Regions from separate parts of the Gossypium hirsutum genome. Here region 2 is linked to region 1. Evidence: chromatin contacts called from public Hi-C data. All regions are on one chromosome and are shown on one strand. The core of a region is the stretch at or near the end of the contact, and the rest is flanking DNA. Distances in the headings are between cores, read along the strand shown. Region 1 holds the start of LOC107903816 (elongation factor 2). Region 2 holds the start of LOC107903811 (ubiquitin carboxyl-terminal hydrolase 25).

Region 1 (5,172 bases), core at 789-3,288:
CGTCGACCGTGTTATGTTTTGGAAATTTTACAATTTGGTCCTCAGGGTTGGGAAGCTTGTTTCTTGTATTCAAGGTCACATCACTAAACCTTGGAAATCGTGACACCAGTCTAGAAAGTTTTGAAAATGTTGTAGTTTAGTCATTGTTCGACCTTGGGATAGTATTGAGCTTTCGTAAGCTCGTATATGACCTAAAAATGATCATATAGCGTGTTTTAAGCATGTAATACTCATATCTAAGTGTTTAATGCTAGAATTTGAATATAATTGATCGTAGTTTCTCCTACAACGAATGTGACCTCCTATAGTTCGAACTTGGCAATTAGGTTTGGTATATGATGATACATTTAGTGGTATAAGAACTATAGGTTTAGTTAATTCTTAGACTAAATTGAGCTCGAAATTAAGTCTAGAGGTATATGCCAAAGTCGAGTTTGAGTCGATATCTAGATGTTGATTATTAATTCCTCTATTTTATAGATGAAAATGTTCAGGGAATCGAGAAACGCTGTTGATGGTGATAATTACAGCAGTGATCACTCCGTCAAAGGTGAGAATAGAATTGGGATCAAGGCACCTGGCGTAGATTCAGCCGGTGCTCGATAGAACAGAGTTGATAGACCTATCTTCTAAGAGTCATCTGCTCCGATACTCAAAACAAGATATTTCTCTAATTGGACTTGAAAGATGACATAATAATCTTTTAATTGACTTGTTAAAGTTCGATTAGACTATAGACCATTTAGATTATCTACTATTATTAGTTGTATTCTCGCATTATGATCCAAACCACATAGTGCAACTTAATATTAGTTAAACCTTAGATAATTAATGAACTAATATTTTCTTTCATTTTACTTTGTGTGCAAAAACCGTTGAGGACATTATAAAAAAAATATTAATGAGAATGATGGAATTTTACTAAACCATTTTATTCAAAAAATTACAAGTACATTTAACGATATCTTACACTAAAGACACTAGATCCCAGCATATACATCGTACTAATTATGAAAAAAATCAACATGCATAAATTGTTATTTCAATTTTCGTCTAATACGGGATCAATATACATATTCAAAAATATATACTATGTGACATCAATATCATAAAATAAATATATTACACTTTTAATTAAATTAACAATTTAATCAAATGGCTAAACTATTAAAACGCCTTTAAAAACAATGCAAGTTTGAGAACAATTATTAAAACATCAAAAATTAAAAATAAAATATTTCACTTATGTAAACAAGATTGAAATAAATGAAGGAAAAATAATAAACTAAGATTTGATAAACATAATCTTATCAATGCATATTTTATAATAAGAAACATACAGAAAAATAGACACAAAAAATTATAGTATAATTCAACTTTTACTTAGGATACATAGGCTTATACATGCCATCTGTTTATAGGGTCTTAATCACTATATGTTATAAATATATAAATAGGAAAATTAAGATACCCTATAAATTCTTTAGGGGTTATAAGAGAATAAATTCTTTGAAGATTCGAGAGTTGAATGTATATATATTTAAGAAGTATGATGAAATCAATCAAGAATAAATTATCGAATCTATATTTTCTACTAAAATTTCTACTAAAAAGGAAAAAAGAATGAGAGAAGAAATTAGAATATGCTTCAATTCTTTATACTTTTTGTACCTTTGAAATTTAGTCTTTTATTTTATTTTAAGGATTTTAATCCCTCTACTTTCAAATTTCAAAATGCAAGTCTAATTGTTACCACTGATAAACTTATTCTATCAAAATTTAAGTTTATTATAACGTTTTTTTTTTGTTATATGACTACCAAGTAAGTATTTTATTATTTCAAATTATTGGATCAGCAAATTTAATAGAAGAACTTTTACATTGCTAAAAATTAGACTTGAATTTTAAAATCTAGAAATAAATGTACTAAAATTATGTAATTAAAAGTAAGAGGACTAAATTTAAAATATATAAAAAGTACACAAACTTAAAGTATATTTTAACCAATTAAGTATTAAATGAAAAAGAGTTGAAAATATCTTAAAGGTTTCGAAAGTCGAAGATAACCCTAGCTGAGACGCCCTTACATTGGCACTCTCAAACATACTTTAGTCGGCACCTCGTTGAATATAAATAAAGCCTATCCTCCTTTGTCTACCTCTTATTCGAGAGGAGAGTTTTTCTTGCAATCTTCATCCCTTTTCTCTCGCCGCCTAACTCTAAGGTTTGCTCTTCTCTCTCCATCTTCTTTGAGATCTGTCTCTACTCTCTATATAGATCCTTAACTGTTCATCTGTTATTGGTTTTTAATCGTTTCTAGTCGTAGATCCTGTTTTCATTTTCATTTTGAATCTGTTTAGTAGTAAACTATGCACTTTCTTCGCTCTTAGGAAAAGGATTGTACTTCTATGGTCTTTTCTTTTCATTTCTTTTTCATATTTTCTGTGTATTGGCTATACTAGCTAATATGAACTTAGATCTCGAGATATTCGTTTTTTCCATTGGATGAGTTTTGGGGTTTTGAGATTTTGCTGATTCCTCATGTTTTCATTCAGCTTGGAAGATTAAGAACTTTGTTTTTGTTTGATGGGCAGGTTTTGATTGTTCAGTGTAATTTAAAGACAAGTCAAGATGGTGAGCTCTCTCAATATAATTCGTGTTTCTTCTTTTGCTGAGTTTTTTTTTTAGTTTTAGTTTAAGTTTTTGCTGTGTATGTTTTTTAATTCGATTTATGTTGGATATGTTACAGGTGAAGTTTACAGCTGAGGAGCTTCGTGCTATCATGGACCGGAAGCACAACATCCGTAATATGTCTGTTATTGCCCATGTGGATCATGGTATGTTTTTAATTCATGTGGATTGTCAGTTTATCACTGAATCTGAGCTAAAATGTCAAACTTGTTAGTATACTTTAATGTTTTGGTTAATGCTGTTTTTGTCCATGTGTCATCACTTCATTTATGAAATTTCATCTGGGTAAGCTTTTTCAAAAGATCAGTAATGGTAAAATGAACAAGTAAGCTTTAAAAGTTATGCTAGAATAGTTACAAATGAAATCCAGTTTAGTTTGTTAGCGTAGAAGTATTTCAGGTCTTGATAATAGAAATTGTTAATATGTTATTGTGCTGTTTTATGGTGTTGAATTTTTTGGGCTTCATTTATTGATTTATTTATTGGGATATGCAGGGAAATCTACTCTTACTGATTCGCTTGTGGCTGCTGCTGGTATCATTGCACAAGAAGTTGCTGGTGATGTTCGTATGACAGATACCCGTGCCGATGAGGCTGAGCGTGGTATCACAATTAAGTCTACTGGCATCTCTCTGTATTATGAAATGAGTGATGATTCTTTGAAGAGCTACAAAGGAGAGAGGCAAGGGAATGAGTACCTCATCAATCTTATTGATTCCCCTGGGCACGTTGACTTTTCATCTGAGGTCACAGCTGCACTTCGTATTACTGATGGTGCCCTTGTGGTCGTTGACTGTATTGAAGGTGTCTGTGTCCAAACAGAGACTGTCCTCCGTCAGGCTCTTGGAGAAAGGATCAGGCCTGTCTTGACTGTTAACAAGATGGATAGGTGCTTCCTTGAGCTTCAGGTTGATGGAGAGGAGGCTTACCAGACATTCCAGAGAGTGATCGAAAATGCTAATGTCATCATGGCCACCTATGAAGATCCTCTTCTTGGTGATGTTCAAGTCTACCCTGAGAAGGGAACAGTTGCCTTCTCTGCTGGTTTGCATGGTTGGGCTTTTACCTTGACCAACTTTGCTAAAATGTATGCCTCAAAGTTTGGAGTCGATGAGTCCAAAATGATGGAAAGGCTTTGGGGTGAGAACTTTTTTGATCCAGCTACCAGGAAATGGACCACCAAGAACACTGGCACTGCCACCTGCAAGCGTGGTTTTGTTCAATTCTGTTATGAGCCCATCAAGCAGATCATCAACACTTGTATGAATGACCAGAAAGATAAGCTATGGCCCATGCTACAAAAGCTTGGTGTCACCATGAAGTCTGAAGAGAAGGACTTGATGGGTAAGGCCCTCATGAAGCGTGTTATGCAGACCTGGCTTCCTGCAAGCAGTGCTCTCCTGGAAATGATGATCTTTCACCTACCCTCTCCTAGCGTGGCTCAGAAATATCGTGTTGAGAACTTGTATGAGGGTCCTCTTGATGATGTCTATGCCAATGCTATTAGGAACTGTGATCCTGAGGGTCCTCTTATGCTTTATGTTTCAAAGATGATTCCCGCTTCTGATAAGGGTAGGTTCTTTGCTTTCGGTCGTGTCTTTTCTGGCAGAGTTGCAACTGGTTTGAAGGTCAGAATCATGGGTCCAAACTATGTACCTGGGGAGAAGAAAGACTTGTATGTAAAGAGTGTACAGAGAACTGTGATTTGGATGGGAAAGAAGCAGGAGACAGTTGAGGACGTTCCTTGTGGTAATACAGTTGCCATGGTTGGTTTGGATCAGTTCATCACCAAGAATGCTACATTGACCAATGAGAAGGAAGTTGATGCCCACCCAATTCGTGCCATGAAGTTTTCTGTCTCCCCTGTTGTCCGTGTTGCTGTTCAGTGCAAGGTTGCATCAGATCTTCCCAAACTTGTTGAAGGGTTGAAGCGTTTGGCCAAGTCTGATCCTATGGTTGTCTGTACCATTGAAGAGTCTGGTGAACACATTGTTGCTGGTGCTGGAGAGCTCCACCTTGAGATCTGTCTCAAGGATTTACAAGAAGATTTCATGGGTGGTGCTGAGATCGTCAAGTCAGACCCGGTTGTGTCCTTCCGTGAGACTGTCCTTGAGAGGTCTTGCAGGACTGTGATGAGCAAGTCTCCTAACAAGCACAACCGTCTGTACATGGAAGCTCGACCCTTGGAGGAAGGTCTTGCTGAGGCCATTGATGAAGGTCGTATTGGTCCAAGAGATGATCCCAAGGTTCGTTCCAAGATTTTGGCCGAGGAGTATGGTTGGGACAAAGATCTTGCTAAGAAGATTTGGTGTTTCGGCCCTGAGACAACTGGTCCTAACATGGTGGTTGATATGTGTAAAGGAGTTCAATACCTTAATGAAATCAAGGACTCTGTAGTTGCGGGGTTCCAGTGGGCATCAAAGGAAGGTGCGATAGCTGAAGAGAACATGAGGGGTATCTGCTTTGAAGTCTGTGATGTGG
Region 2 (5,172 bases), core at 1,179-3,678, 500 kb before region 1:
TTTGTCTGTTTATTCCTTGGATCTTTCTGGAGAAACCAAAAATGGATGCCCATGGGATGTGGAACCTTCACCCTGTTGTGCTAACGCTGAACTCTATCTGCACCTTTGCACTCAACTTGTCAGTTTTCCTAGTGATCTCACACACTAGTGCTCTAACCATTCGCGTTGCTGGAGTCGTCAAGGATTGGGTGGTTGTTTTAGTATCGGCCCTTCTCTTTGCAGATACAAAGTTGACAGTCATAAATTTATTTGGTTATGGCATAGGTAAGTATCTTAAAGTAAATTCTCTTTTATATCTTCATCTCTTGTACGAGCATTTATCTATTACATCATTTTGAGGACATAACCATGGGCGGACAATCCATTCTCATTGTGGATGACAAGGATGTAGCTCAGTCATTCCCTTGAAAGTACCATAGCAGCAGATAAATGAATTATAGAAATCCGAATTGGTTGATAGGAGCAATGGCTCCTTCAGGCATGGTGGCGGATATCCATGGTTTTGCGGATTGGCCATGAATATTTATGCATTAGATATGCTAAACACTGCATCGCTTATCTTGCTCTTCAGCATATGCCTTGGTATTGCTGGACTTTGTTAAGGAGTATTTATACCTCGCTTATAGCAAAGTTCTGCATCGTGGTTTAACCTGTTAGTAGGTGTACTGTTAAGGAGTATTCTATTAGTGTTTTAGTGTCATGGTTTATACATGCTTATATGCATACATATATACGCACATATTGGGGGAGGGCATTTTGGTGTCAGTTCTTTCAAATTTATTTTATCTGTTGGAATGAAACCCTAAACCTAACCCTAGACCCTCAAGTAATCCAAGTGGCCTTGTGTTGGTTGCAACAAGGATGCACATAAGTCACTACTGAACTAACTAATTCGAGATTAAGGCTTACCTTGAGTTCTATAAGTTTGAGATTCAGGTTGGCTATTAGAATTCTTACTAGATGATACTCTTCTCATTCTCCCCTCCCCCCAGCGTGCGCGCGCGCGCGCACACACACACTATATATATATATATCTGTTGGTTTTAACTCACTAGGTTCTCCATATACTTTCTTTCAAGGCTAATTTATAATCTTAGAGCTTACCTTGCTTAGGATAAAAATCATTAATAATTAGATGTAAGATATTTCTCACATACCTAATCACTTATTTGCCTAAACTAATGTTTTATGCATGGTTGTTTCAAGGAAGTAACATGATACATTCATTTGAATATGAAAATTGCATGAAGTTTAGATGCAGTCCTAGGCTTCATTATCTTTGCATCTAGTGCTAGTTCTCATGCTTCGATATTGTTATAAATTTCGAGTAGTTTCTAGCTTTTGTTTCAGTATTTTTGGAGAAGCCATCTACTTCGGACATAAATTGTTTTGGTCTTTCTTGTTTCTTCAGTGAACTTTATCTTTTCTTTTATTACTCTCTTTTGTGTAGCCATTGCTGGTGTGGCGGCATACAATAATCACAAGTTGAAGAGGGAAGCAATTCGCAATATCTCTGATGACTCCCAAGCTGCCCTGACCATACCGATGGCTACATCATCGAATCTGAACAGATAGTTATGTACAACTCCTAATCTGTAAAGATGATGTTGAAAGTATAAATAATTGCACAAATCAGAGCTACTTGGAACCGCCAGTTAATCTCGTTGCTTCTATTTATTTTGGCATGTCCATCACACACTGCAGGAAAAAACAACGTCTTAACTTGTTTTTCCATTGATTCTGCACAGATTATTCGGGGCGCCGGTTGTTATATTTGGAGAAAGTGACCTTCTGAGATAAGGTGAAGTAGAAAATCTGCAAAGAAATACTTGGACTGTTTTAAACTGTAGTGTTATGAGTTTTTGGTTTTGTTTTGTCTTAACTGTACATTGGTGGGTGGGATTAGAGGTGTCCATTCTCAGGTTGGCTTTGTTTGCCCAAACTTGATTAGATTTTAAAGCTCGTTTTATTGTTTTAAATATATGAAAAGGTAATTTTGATATCATTATTTATTTAAATAGTGATCCGGAAGGTAACCAAATCTTCCATTAGCATACTCGATTAAAATATACTCTACTCATATATTTTAGATGAAAAAGTTATCCAATTACAATTTAATTACATGTTTCCCATTAATGCATTTTTGCAACTCATTTAAAAGGATGATACATGAATTTCATTTAAAAAAAAAGAGAGAGTAAAATAAAGGAGGCAATTAAATCTTTCTAATTATATTGAATTAAAATAAGATTAAATAATGGTTGTTTTGTTTATAATTTTAAAATAAAATTGTGAAGGCTGGTTACAGAAACCTACAAACTACAACTTTGTTGTCCTTCATAAATAAAATTTTGTTCCTTATCAGATTTAGGTGTAAGCCCTAAAGATTAAAAGCCCAAGAGAAACAGAAGAATGGACCCTTACCCAAAATCACAGATCAAGACTTCACAAGGGGAAACTGAAAAAGGAAAAATAAAAATAAAAAATAAATTGAAGCAACGAACCCTCGCGAGAAATTTCTTCGTTCTTTTGAGAGGTTCCTAAACGGGGAAAAGGGGAAATTTTGATTTTGAGAGCAAATTTTCCCGGAAAATTTGAAGGAGATGCGATTCTGGCGGTGTGGATGGCCGTCCGATGAGAGATCCGCGAAGGAGGATCATCACTGTTGATGGGATTTGTCGAGTTACAAATGACTTGGCAGCCGAGTCTACTCAGTGAAAAACGAAAGAAAGGCCCTCCTTTAGGCTTAAGAAACCTCGGCAACTCGTGTTACCTCAACAGCGTTCTTCAGTGTCTCACCTACACTCCACCGCTCGCCAATTTCTGCCTCCGCTCCCAACACTCCTCCTCCTGCGACGCCTCCGCCTCCAAAAAGCCCCGCGACTGCCCTTTCTGTATCCTTGAAGCCTGGATTACACGCTCCTTAACCCTCGATCTCACCCTTGACGCGCCTTCCAAGATCCAAAGCTGTATCAAAATATTCGCCGAGCACTTCCGCTTCGGCCGACAAGAGGATGCCCACGAGTTCTTGAGGTACGTCATCGATGCTTGCCATAATACCTGTCTTCGTTTGAAGAAATTGCGGCGACAGGGAAGTGAAGGAGGAGGAGAAGCAGTGAATGGCAATACCGTAGTTAAGGAGATCTTTGGGGGTGCTTTGCAAAGTCAGGTTAAGTGTTTGGGGTGTGGTGCGGAGTCAAATAAAGTTGATGAGATTATGGATATTAGTCTTGATATTTTGAACAGTGGTTCACTTAAAGAAGCTATGCATAAGTTTTTTCAGCCTGAGGTTTTGGATGGGAATAATAAGTACAAGTGTGACAAGTAAGTTCATATCTTTTAATGTCGTTTGTTGGTTGCTTTTGTTTCAGCTTTTACTTTGGTGATAGGAAAGAAAGAAAAACTTAAACATGAGTAATATAGTGTTTCTAGAGAATAAAATTGTATTTCTAGAGGACAAAATGAGGTTTTGGATGGAAGTATAAGTACTGGTGTGAAATTAAGTTCATATTTCATAATTCAGTTTAATTGAATTAATTAGTATTGTTTTGTTTAGGTATGATTTCATTGTTGCTTTTGAGACTTGCGTTTTTTGCCTTTGAGTTAGAATAACAACAAACAATACTTTTGAAGAATATGGCATTTGGGTTTCTTTACTTTCTACCCTTTAAGAACCCGTTTAAGAAGCAGAAATTCAATAGCAAAGAAGTGAAAAAATAACAATTAAATGGGGCCTTATTTGTTTATGTATTGTTGTCTGTTGGTTGCTTTTGTTATGAGCCTTTACTTTTGTGAAATAGTAAACGAAGGGAAGAACTTCAAATATAGTAATATAGTGTTACCCCAATTCATCGTATGGGGTTGTTTTATCACGAATTGCGAATTGGATCAGACGATCTGAATCGCCATTCGTATGTGATAAAAAATGTGAACTTTGGCGTTCCCAATCTGTAAAAGAAACCTAACCGTGGTTTTAACTTTCAAGATCAAAGAACAGTCAACAAGAGAAGAACCGCGTGACAGTACCTGTGGTTTTAACTTTCAATACTATATATTTTGGGGATTTTGTATGTAGAAAAATCTTTTGGGCTTTTTTTGTCATATAAAAAGTTTACTGTTGTTAGTTTTAATTATTATTTTTATTTCTGATCTTTAAAATTTTATATAGTTTATACTTTTTTAAAGGTTATCTGATTTGTTTGATATATGGAAATTAATTGTATATATTAGTAGTTTATATTATTTTAATTAAGGTGAACTATATATATATGATCCAATACGTTTTGCGTTCCAATTAATCATATTTTGTACTTATTAAGTGAACTGAAGAAAGACTACCCCTATTGAATTACTTTCCATGTAAGTAACGATTTGTGTTACTGTTCCTGTTCCTCATACCGGAGATCCGTGTTCTAGATAACAGTGTGTTGGAATTGGTCTTTTACATTTGATGTTTTGCTCATTTGTATCTATTATGATTTTGTATGTTTTATCCTTTTTTTAAAACTTTATATCGACTCTTTAGGAAGAAAAAACAAATAGCAAAATGCAAGAGAAAAAATACTGAATTGAGCCTAATAAAGCGCTTTGGCTTTTGTTTTATTAATTTATTTTGTTTTTGAATGAGAAACTTATGGTTGTTTAGTTGTAAGAAATTGGTGGCAGCAAGGAAGCAGCTGTCCATACGTCAAGCACCAAATATCCTTGTTATTCAACTGAAGGTAGGTTATGGAATTTCTTTAGAGTTTTTATTCTGGTTTTATAGATGATCAAGTAGGTTTTTATCTTTATTTTTATCGGTTTTGGAGTAAACAAATGACTGTTAGATTGTGTTGGCAGAGATTTGAGGGAATACTTGGTGCGAAGATTGATAGGCTCATTACATTTGAAGAAGTTTTGGTTCTTTCAAGCTTCATGTCCAAAGCAAGCCAGGTTTGTTAAGTTTGTTAATTTAGCATATAAGTTTGTGTGATTGGTACAAGTTACAGTTACAGTTACGGCATTCTATGAATTCTAGATCCTAAGTTTAATTTAAGTGTTACAAGTTAAATAATAATATTCTCAATTAGATGATATAAATGAATTCAGTAAGGTGATATAAATGAATTCCTAGGAAATAATGTACATCAATGGGACAAATTTCTAGCTTGCTGCTGTGAGAGATCTGTAGAT

Evidence for each region. Hi-C and Micro-C count contacts between places; a contact is called where the count stands out from the background.
Region 2: a contact with region 1 is called in a Hi-C map of leaf, with 2.8 times the contacts expected there. The contact joins the promoter of LOC107903811 here to the promoter of LOC107903816 in region 1. A contact is called at or near these places in 14 of 34 Hi-C or Micro-C datasets (anther, callus, fibers and 4 more).

What each region holds. Positions count from the first base shown.
Region 1 is chrD05:53,457,122-53,462,293 of Gossypium_hirsutum_v2.1, reverse strand. It overlaps LOC107903816 (elongation factor 2), which reads left to right and starts at 2,038. Exons shown (of 4, transcript XM_016829985.2): 1 at 2,038-2,224; 2 at 2,595-2,634; 3 at 2,750-2,837; 4 at 3,187-5,172. The coding sequence starts at 2,632.
Region 2 is chrD05:53,959,960-53,965,131 of Gossypium_hirsutum_v2.1, reverse strand. It overlaps LOC107903811 (ubiquitin carboxyl-terminal hydrolase 25), which reads left to right and starts at 2,428. Exons shown (of 7, transcript XM_016829981.2): 1 at 2,428-3,324; 2 at 4,646-4,721; 3 at 4,840-4,932. The coding sequence starts at 2,669. LOC107903810 (probable sugar phosphate/phosphate translocator At3g14410) reads left to right here. Exons shown (of 8, transcript XM_041092168.1): 6 at 1-264; 7 at 1,451-1,574; 8 at 1,749-2,005. The coding sequence ends at 1,749.